Linked DNA regions of Macaca mulatta: region 2 is linked to region 1. A link is a contact called in public Micro-C data. All regions are on one chromosome and are shown on one strand. Each heading gives the region's core, a stretch centred on a gene start, on an enhancer-like site or on the middle of the called end of the contact. The rest is flanking DNA. Distances are from core to core; before and after follow the strand shown. Region 1 holds the start of H4C16 (H4 histone 16). Region 2 holds the start of WBP11 (WW domain binding protein 11).

The links. Hi-C and Micro-C count contacts between places; a contact is called where the count stands out from the background.
Region 2: a contact with region 1 is called in a Micro-C map of CD4 T cells, with 8 times the contacts expected there. The contact joins the promoter of WBP11 here to the promoter of H4C16 in region 1. A contact is called at or near these places in 3 of 14 Hi-C or Micro-C datasets (CD4 T cells, fetal cortex germinal zone and liver).

The regions. Positions count from the first base shown.
Region 1 is chr11:17,206,052-17,210,635 of T2T-MMU8v2.0, forward strand. H4C16 (H4 histone 16) reads right to left here and starts at 2,251. Exons shown (of 1, transcript XM_015151192.3): 1 at 1-2,251. The coding sequence starts at 2,204. The coding sequence ends at 1,893.
Region 2 is chr11:17,240,915-17,245,666 of T2T-MMU8v2.0, forward strand. It overlaps WBP11 (WW domain binding protein 11), which reads right to left and starts at 1,415. Exons shown (of 12, transcript NM_001257936.1): 1 at 1,307-1,415. It overlaps SMCO3 (single-pass membrane protein with coiled-coil domains 3), which reads right to left and starts at 4,645. Exons shown (of 1, transcript NM_001190832.1): 1 at 3,968-4,645. The coding sequence starts at 4,645. The coding sequence ends at 3,968.

The DNA of each region.
Region 1 (4,584 bases), core at 1,001-3,500:
TGTCTCACTGTCCTAGAAATTAAACTAACACCAGTATTGTGTACTCACTTGAAGTCTTTATGGAGTAGGAGAAAGTACTTAGAAGTGACATGTCAGCAGAAAGGAACCCGGGTGCCTTCCTGGCAGAAGAGGAGGCAATGTCAAGATCTAGCGGTGCGGAATCCTTCGCCAGTTGGGTTCAAATCTTGGCTCCAGTTCTTTAATCCCTGGGGCTGGGAAACTCCCTTAGAGTGACTTCAGCCCACCACACCAAGGAAGCTAAATGACTTCTCCATGTTTAGAAAAGCTAGAGTGAGACCAAGCGTGGTGGCTCACGCCTGTAATCCCAGCACTTTGGGAGGCGGAGGCGGGTGGCTCACTTGAGGCCAGGAGTTCAAGACCAGCCTGGCCAACATGGTGAAACCCCGTCTCTACTAAAAAATACAAAAACTAGCCGGGCGTGGTGGCGCAGGCCTGTAATCCCAGCTACTAGGGCGGGTGAGGCAGGTGAATCGCTTGAACCCACGAGGCGGAGGCTGCAGTGAGCCGAGATCACGCCACTGCACTCCAGCCTGGCTGGCAGAGCGAGACTCGGTCTTGAAAAGAAAGGCAAAAAGAAAAACTAGAGAAGAGGCAGATTGGTTAACGCGGCATGGATCACACCGCATCCTGGGGTGCTAAATCTAATGAGAAGTTAGGAAGGACAGAGCTAGGTGTAGAGCGAGGCTGTTAGGCGGAGCTTTACCGGAGGCCGGCACGGCCCCTACGGCCTGCACCCAGGCTGATCACCAGGTCTTCAGCCTCTACCCTTGCCTACTGGAAAGTGTGCTTAACTGGTCGCCCCTGCGCCCCACCTTTCCCCAGGACCCTCACTACACCCCGGGAGTACTGGGTAGGACCACGCGGCTTGCTAATCCCACAGCTGTCTCTCTTACTTTCTCACTGAACTGACTAGAACCCAACCCGCCGCCCGTTTCCTTTCTAGACCCCCAGGCTGCTCTGAACAGGGCCTTTACTTGGAAGCCAGGGCTTATCTTTCGGCGACCGGGTCATTTGTGATAGGAATGACACTGCCCGGAGCGGAGGACTCCCGGCAACTTGGCGACCCGCAGGTGGAGATCTGGCTTTCCATGCCGGCGTGACCTCCACTGCCTGCCTGCCAACTCCACGCCCGCCGCCAGGTGGCCGAGCAGGACGCCACCCGCTCGGCGTAGGCAACTTTACGCAGCTGGCTACCGGAAGGGGCAGGGTGCCGCGAGTTTCGCCCAGCCGCCTTACTCTCAGCGTCTGAGCTTGGTCACCTCTCACTCAGGACGTCAGCAACGAATTAAAATAGTACCCAGTAAGACTACAACGCGCCACACTAGGGCTGCATTCAGCGCTTTCGGGCTTGCAGGTAGCGGCGTCCTCCCATTTCCTGCGACTTAGCAGGCCCTGCACACGCACGAACCGCCCTCTGACGCGTGACGCTCACCCCTAAAGGTCGGCGGGAAGTCACCTAAGCCCTGATTTACATGGAAGCCATCCATAACGTGCTTAAGGGCCAACGACTCGGCCGCTTAAAAACCCATGACCAGTTCTAACACTGGGGCTTTGTAGAAACACTCTTCTAAACAAAATCCGCAGCCTGGATTTTAGGTGCACAGAAGTGGGAGGTCACTACTGCGTTGCACGGCACCTCCCAGGGCCCTTCCTAAGCACAGGCGGAGTCCCCTCTATGAGGTCTAGTCGTCCCCGCTCCAGCCAAGCCTAATCCCGGGCAGATGATCGGGTCGCGAATGTCCCACTCCCGGTATCCGGAAGGCGGCATCATATTTACCCGGTATCTAGGAAGTGTTAACAGCTCTTTCTGTGACAGTTTGGGGGCCCTGAAAAGGGCCTTTTGGAGTCTGGAGAGAAGCTGTGGGGACAGCTCAGCCGCCGAAACCATAGAGGGTGCGACCCTGGCGTTTCAGCGCGTACACCACATCCATGGCAGTGACGGTCTTGCGCTTGGCGTGCTCCGTGTAAGTCACCGCGTCGCGGATCACGTTCTCCAGGAAGACTTTGAGGACTCCCCGGGTCTCCTCGTAGATGAGACCAGAGATGCGCTTGACGCCCCCACGTCGGGCGAGACGGCGAATCGCGGGCTTTGTAATGCCTTGGATATTGTCCCGCAACACCTTCCGGTGGCGCTTGGCGCCTCCCTTACCCAGCCCCTTGCCGCCTTTACCGCGCCCAGACATTCTGAAGTCACAGCTCCTACTTAGCAGAAAAGCGGGCAGCCTACTGTGATTGCCGGGCGCAGACCAGGGCTTATAGTCTCTCGATGCGGACCTGTTTGAAAACATGAAAAAGTGGGAGGAGCTCTAGGCCCCACCTCTAGAGACGTGCTATAGTTGTTAAATCCAGGAAGCAGTCAGCGAAACCAGCCTGATTTTTTTGTTGTTTGCTCTTTTGGGAAAACTTTTTCTGATATTTGGAGAAAGGTTCATGGTGATACATTTTAAAGTTCAAACAGTATGAGCTAATAGAATTTATATTGCCTTTTTTCAGCCCTTAAATAAAAATAGGCCAGATCCTATGAACGTTCCTTGTTCTGTCTCTCCCTCCCTCCCTCCTTCTAATCATGTTTTTCCAAACGGAATTCCTGACTTACTGTGAAACTCAATAAAAACCTGAAAAGCTTTACATCTGAGATTGCAAAGCAATTACTTAAAAATTTTCACATGTGGGTCTTTTAAAGACATAGTAGGGGGGGAGGACTTTTTTTTTCCCACTTTTGCGGCCCTGCAGAGAATTAAGATACTTTCAATTGAAAAAAAACAAGCCCAGCTTCCCGGCCCCCACCTACACTCCACCCCCACCTCCCCCAACCCCCGCCATTCCCCTTTCAGCTGCTTCTGCGCAATTTGCAGGTTTTCCTGCCCTGCAAGAGCCTGTGTGCTTTTCAACTAAGTAACTTCCTATGGTTATTTAGTTGAAATATTGTAAATGTCTTATGTCATTCAAATCTCAGGTTCTCATCTCACATTTTCCACTTAAAAATTCAAAGTTCTTGTAAAATAGTGGATGCCACAATCATGACTTGGAATAATGATTTCTACTGCAAATCCCCTCAGGAGGTTCTGAATCCCTTCCTTTCTCAAGAGAATCCCTGAACAAAAACGAAAGTTTCTGTGAGGTGTCACCGGTCTTCGAAGGTGTCAGGACCCTGTCTTCTCTAAAGGTCTGACTGTGTTAAAAAGCAGCTGTTATTTAGAGGATGATTCATAAGTCTTTCCCAAGGTACTTAATTAAGATTCTGAGCAATGTATTTTAGTAAGTGGGGCTCTTTGTACCTGGTCTTGAAGATAAGCCTTTACAGCAGGAAGGCTTTATGGTAAATTTTTATTATATTTCTAAATGCTTATAGTTAACATTTGTTTCAATCTTTGCCCATCTTCATAACCCAAAAGGTATTTCTTTTTCTTTTACTTTTTGTTAAAGATAAAAGAGTTGGAACACTTTCTTGAATGGCTGGAAAAAGTCCTGCATGCTCGAACTTCACTCCATGATTTTAATACTTTACTCAGAGGGAAGAGGAAAAGTCTATCAGATCTTGAAGGGATAAGAATTATTGTAATGGGGCTGGGCGCGGTGGCTCACGCCTGTAATCCCAGATCTTTGGGAGGTCGGATCACGAGGTCAGGAGATCGAGACCATCCTGACTAACATGGTGAAACCCCGTCTCTACTAAAAATACTTAAAAATTAGCCGGGCGTGGTGGCGGGCGCCTGTAGTCCCAGCTGCTAGAGAGGCTGAGGCACGAGAATGGCGTGAACCCGGGTGGCGGAGCTTGCAGTGAGCCGAGATCTCGCCACTGCACTCCAGCCTGGGCGACAGAGCAAGACTCTGTCTCAAATATATATATATATATATATATATATATATATATATATATATATATATATGGTAAAATAGGTTGACTTACTTATACTCACTTTCTAAGAAATCAAGGCTAGAATATTTTCAAATCAGAAATCTCTTGCTTATTAGAATAAAAGAAAAAAATCGTGTCCAAAATAGTAATAGTCTCAAAAACTCCTGAAAATTCCATCCATGATACAGGCGAAAATTTAAGCTAGTTTACAGAACTCATTCCAGGAACATCTCGTTAAAAACTGTATCAGAGATTTGTACGTCCATTTATTTGGTATATCTAAGAGTTGTTGGATGCTTACTAACGTATTTAATTTTCAAAACACTTTGATACAGATACAGGAGTCAAATAACTTATCCAAGATCACTGCTTAGTGGTGAAGCCAGGATGTAGGCTGAGGCAGACTGGCTCCAGAAAGGCCGCCTTTATAAAGCATGGCAATAGCTCTGAAGACATTTATTGAGTCCCCAGTATGGGTTAATCATTGTTCTAGGCAGTAATGACATTTACATAAATACTTGAAAATGTTATTTCAATGAAGTCAAATCTTTATTCGGATAGGGAGAAGGTAAATTTGTTTTACTTTAAATGAATCCATGTAAAATGTTTATTTTAAAAAGCAAGTGTTCAACATTACATCACGTATCGATGTTAACTGTGTTGCTGAAAATGTTCAGGTAAAAATGAATTGACCTCGATGAATT
Region 2 (4,752 bases), core at 165-2,664, 34 kb after region 1:
AACTAAAAATGCAAGTATTTGAAATTAGTGCTACACTGAGAGCTCCCCAAAATTTAAATATTAAGACACATATTTTTCTAATACCTGACTCCCAATATATATTTCTTAAGGTAACTAAAGGGAATACTTATTCTTGTTTGAGGAAAAAATATTTTGTAAGCTAAAACTTTTATTAACACAATACCCTATTACATGACTTCTTCCTCTTATTCCAAAAGAATGGGGCTTAATTTTTTGAAGCATTCTTTCCAGTAACAAAGGTGGACAAATTTGTTTCCTTTTGCAAGTAGACACTTTTTAAAGGGAAGAAAGGGAAGATTTTCAGACCAGTTTGTTACAGTTAATGTGTCTTTCGCCAAGTGTCCAATTGCCCCGAAAGCCAGATGTTTCAGAAAGCTAGATGTTTCATAGCTGTTCTGGTGGCAATTACTTCAAGACGGTGGTGTCAAAGGCTCTGATTTTTAGCTTCCTCATCTAAAAAATGGGGACATCAATTACTTTATAACAAAGCTCTGATGATACAACGGGATTACAAATAAAATATCTTGTGATGTTTGACTCACTATTTAACTATAATCTTTATAATGGATCCATATTCCTGCCCTAGCTACCATACACCCTGTCAAGTGGTTTCCTTCTCAGAAAAACTGGGGGGTGGAGGTGTGGGTGGGAGAGCAGCAGGGAGTAGGAGGTAGGGAAGGAAGAAAACATGCAAAATTCGTACAAATACAAGCTCTCCCATCTTTGATTGCCTGCGTTTTTCGTGCTTTCCTTTCTCAAGCGGGCTCATGTTCTGAATCTCCTCCCCCACAAATGAAACACAACGGATACGAATTACAGAGAATTTTACGGAAGATACGGGAGCTTAAGTCTGCAAAGATTAGTTTTTTGTCTACAAGCGGGGGCGACTGGAAAAATCAAGCCAAATAACCGTTGGGGAACTGTAAATAGCCAAAAAACCTTCAATGGGATAGGGTCCAGGTCCACCAAAGGAGGCAACACCAGCAACTGCCGAAACCATAGTGACGGTTGACCGACCATGACTCGAGGTACAAGACGTCAAACCTAAGGCTACCAATCAACGTGCATAGGAAGCGGCCCCAACCGCCCCGGGCGATGCCAACCGCGTAACCACTGGTCGCCGCGCCACCCCAGGCCCTGGAATACCCCAGTCCGCAACCGGGAGACCCCAGCCGGGGAGAGGAGGAGCGGGGCAAAGGGACTGGGTGTCCCCCAAGCCACTGCGCGGGCCGTGGAAGGGACGAAAGAGATGAGGAAAAGAAGTAGAGCAACTCCATACACTCACACTTCTGCTGTGCTCCCAGGACTACGAGAAGCGGGCAGGGGGCGATTCCCGGCCTCTTTCACTTCGTAAGGGCCTTCAACTCGGCCTCTCGGTCTACCCCTCAGCTACCGCCATCTTGAAACCTCGCGCCCCTCCGCAATCCTTACGTCATTTCCCATTCCTCTGTCCCGCTGTCTCTTAGCGCAGCTCGGCCCTAGAACCATAGAGAATACTCAAGAATTCCAGGACCAGAGTCTCTTCCGGTCCCATACAATACTCCATTGGTTGGTTGTCGGCTAAGAGCCCGCCTCATTGCGCTCATCTAGTACAATAGGAATTGAAAGAAGATAGCTGCTATCTGATTGGCTGACGGTCCTGTCTCTCAAGTTGGAGGCGTTCTGACCTAGTTGCTGGGGGCGTAATGCGTTGACCTGTCCGAGAACGGTACTTTCTGCAGATGCAGAAGCGTTCCGCGTTTTGTGTCTCTTGGAATTACGTTAGTTTTTGGATTTTTATGTTTCTTATGACGCAAGCAGGTGCGATCCTTTAGGGGTGTCTCCGTTTGTAAACGAATACCCAGATAACATTTGCTACTGAGTTTAATCCGCTTTGTAAGCATCAGGTTATCCCATGTGGGCGTCTGGTACGTGTGGAAATTTAATAGACGCGCAGAACAGAACATTTGTAGACCACCTGAACAAATAAATCAGCACCCGTATTAGAGTCGCAAATTGCTTATACGGGCGGTGATTTATTATTTATTTATTAGTAGTGTTCTGAAGAAGAAATACGGGGATACATATGCAGTCGGTTTTAAGTTTATGAGTGGCAAGGTTGATATATATTGGCCGTATTCCCTACTGGTCTATTCACCAGCCAAAAGTCCTCTATGATGTCACTCTACGTACAGGATTATTCACTTAACTCTAGCCTTTGCCCTTTCCTTACCTACTATCCCCTCTTTCCCTGAGTCAGCCCCCACTTATTTCCCTTAAAGGTAAGTTTAAACATTTAAAAAACTATCTTAGAGGGTACGCTTGGTTATTTCTAATCTTAACCAGACTATCCCTTGTAGGAAGTCTATTCTTACCACCAGTTATAAATATTTCAAAATATTGTTGGAGATACATATTAATTTTTGGCAGAATCTTTAAACTGCCCTTGAAGGTAATATGATCGGTCCTATACCTAAACTTACCTTTGTGTTAGGAAATTCTTGATTTGATTTTAGATTGAATTTCAGTGTCGGAAAGCAATGACAAGATCTGGTAGGTTAAAGCTGATAAACCAGGTAAAACATAAAAAAGAAAATAATCTTGAATTTTGAAGATGAACTAAGTTGTAATATTTTGCAACTTGTTTTTTTTTCTTCTTAACACCATATTAGTGGTCATAGTTTTGCAACTCGTTTTGAAAAACAATGCGAGAAGAGAAAGAGAAAACAAACTGTTTGTTGGAAATATTAAAGTCTTTCATGTAGCTAAAATTTTTCCTGTAGCTAATATTATTAAGATAGGCTGAGCAGTTTTTATTTCAATACATTTCTTGTACTTGGATGGGAGAATCAGCTATAACAAACGCAGTCTGGCATCAACAGCATATTAATAATTTTGTCAGTATAGACTAAAAGAGTCCTCATGGGAATTACTTACTGGCAAAGGATTTAGAAAACAAACACATCTGCAGAGATTCAGCTGAACCATTAATAGGCCTCTATAGCCTTTGGCGTTTTCTAAAATCAGGTAATTAGTGAAATGGCCCACCTAATGCGTCGTGTATCAAAGGCAGCTGCCTCCTTTTTGCTAGTGTTGAAAATGAAATTATATTAATTTTTCTGAAAACATAATAAAGTATGACTTTCCTTTAAATGACAAATGCTTTGAGAGTAGTGACCTTCTATTCTGCATCCTAAATGCATTTTATTCCTGTGAGCTGTGTTTTGCTTGCTTGTCTTTTAAATGTTTCAGTGTTTGAACATTCACTTGAGCGATATTTAATCATCACAATTGGTCAGGGTTGATTGCAGTTACAGAAACAGGACCTTGATGTTTTTAGTTTTGATTTTTACCATTTTCAAATCCATCCAGTTTACATTGTGTAATTAGTAGACTTTTATAGATCTGTTTCCTGTCCTAATTGAAGCAAATTGTTACAAATCATTTTTCAGTCTCTTCTAGTTTATGAAAAACAGATTTACTCTGATGGTCAAAAATATGATAGTATTTCTGTCTCATTTGAAGGCCTAGGGTTTGTGTCTAGGCAGAAGTTACTAAGTATGTCCCCTTATAACTAAATGATGTTTGAAGCTGGTGGTAGAAATGAAAGTCTCTGCAGTCAACGTAAAATTTAAGAATTTTAATGAAATTAGAAAAGGAAAAAGTAACCTCTATACTTGCTACTCTATGACAGCATTTACCCCAATGTTGATCTGGTAGAGCAGGGTGTGAAAACATCCAGTGGGATAATTTTTTTTTACCTCATAGCGTCTAGCACCAACTCATCCAGGCATTGGCTCTAAACTCATCTAGTCATCTAGTCTTGGCATCCCCAATTTCCCTCTCCAAATTGTTTATCCTATTTAAGTCCATATTGGAAGCTTATAGAAAATGAACCTAATCAAGGAAGCAAACACTGTTACTGAAAAGGAAGCAGAAAAACTTCAGTGGCAAATAAGATGGCTGTTCATTTCATTTGGTGTTTCACTAGATTGGTGACCTCAGTAATGGCATGATTATATTTTTCTGAGGCTGACTTGAATTCCACCAGATGCTTCTCATAACTTTTGATGGCTGCTTGAAGCTGTGTTTTTTCCACTGCTCCCAGGATGGCACGGACAATCATATCTATGCCAAGGCCAAGAACAGCAACTCCAATACTACCAAGGAGAGAAGCACCAATTTGAGCTAACACAGTGACCAGCTTGTTAATTATGCCAGTTGTGATATTTGAGCCCACAAGTTTAACAGCGACTGCACTGGCTGCAGATGTAGCTTCTCCCAGGATGACCGAAATAACCTTTTGCACTATTGCAATTTTCTCTGTTTCCCTTTCCTTAATATCCTGAAGCTTTCTATAGAGGGTTGGCTCTAGCTTGTCTTTTAGTGCTTCATCAACCTTTTGCAATTCCTTTTGGATTTTCATAATGGCTTGGATGATGATATCACAGTTTTCTTTGATGGTCCCATCTCTTTTCATCTCAATGAAGGCCAGCCTGCACCCCAAGTGCGTATTTAGAACCTCAGTCAGCTTATTGGTGACATCGAAGCTGTCAGATAAGCAATCAAGGAGCTGTTGGTGAAGACGATTTACTTCTTGCCGCCTCTTTGGGTTCTCTGGGTAGAGGAAGTCACTTTGGGCCATATTTCCAATATGATCGCTGAAAAATAAAATGGTAAATTTTTACTGAAAGTCTTAAAAAACGTCTGCTAACTGCGTAGAAGGGACTAGGAAATCTTTTTCTTCATGCA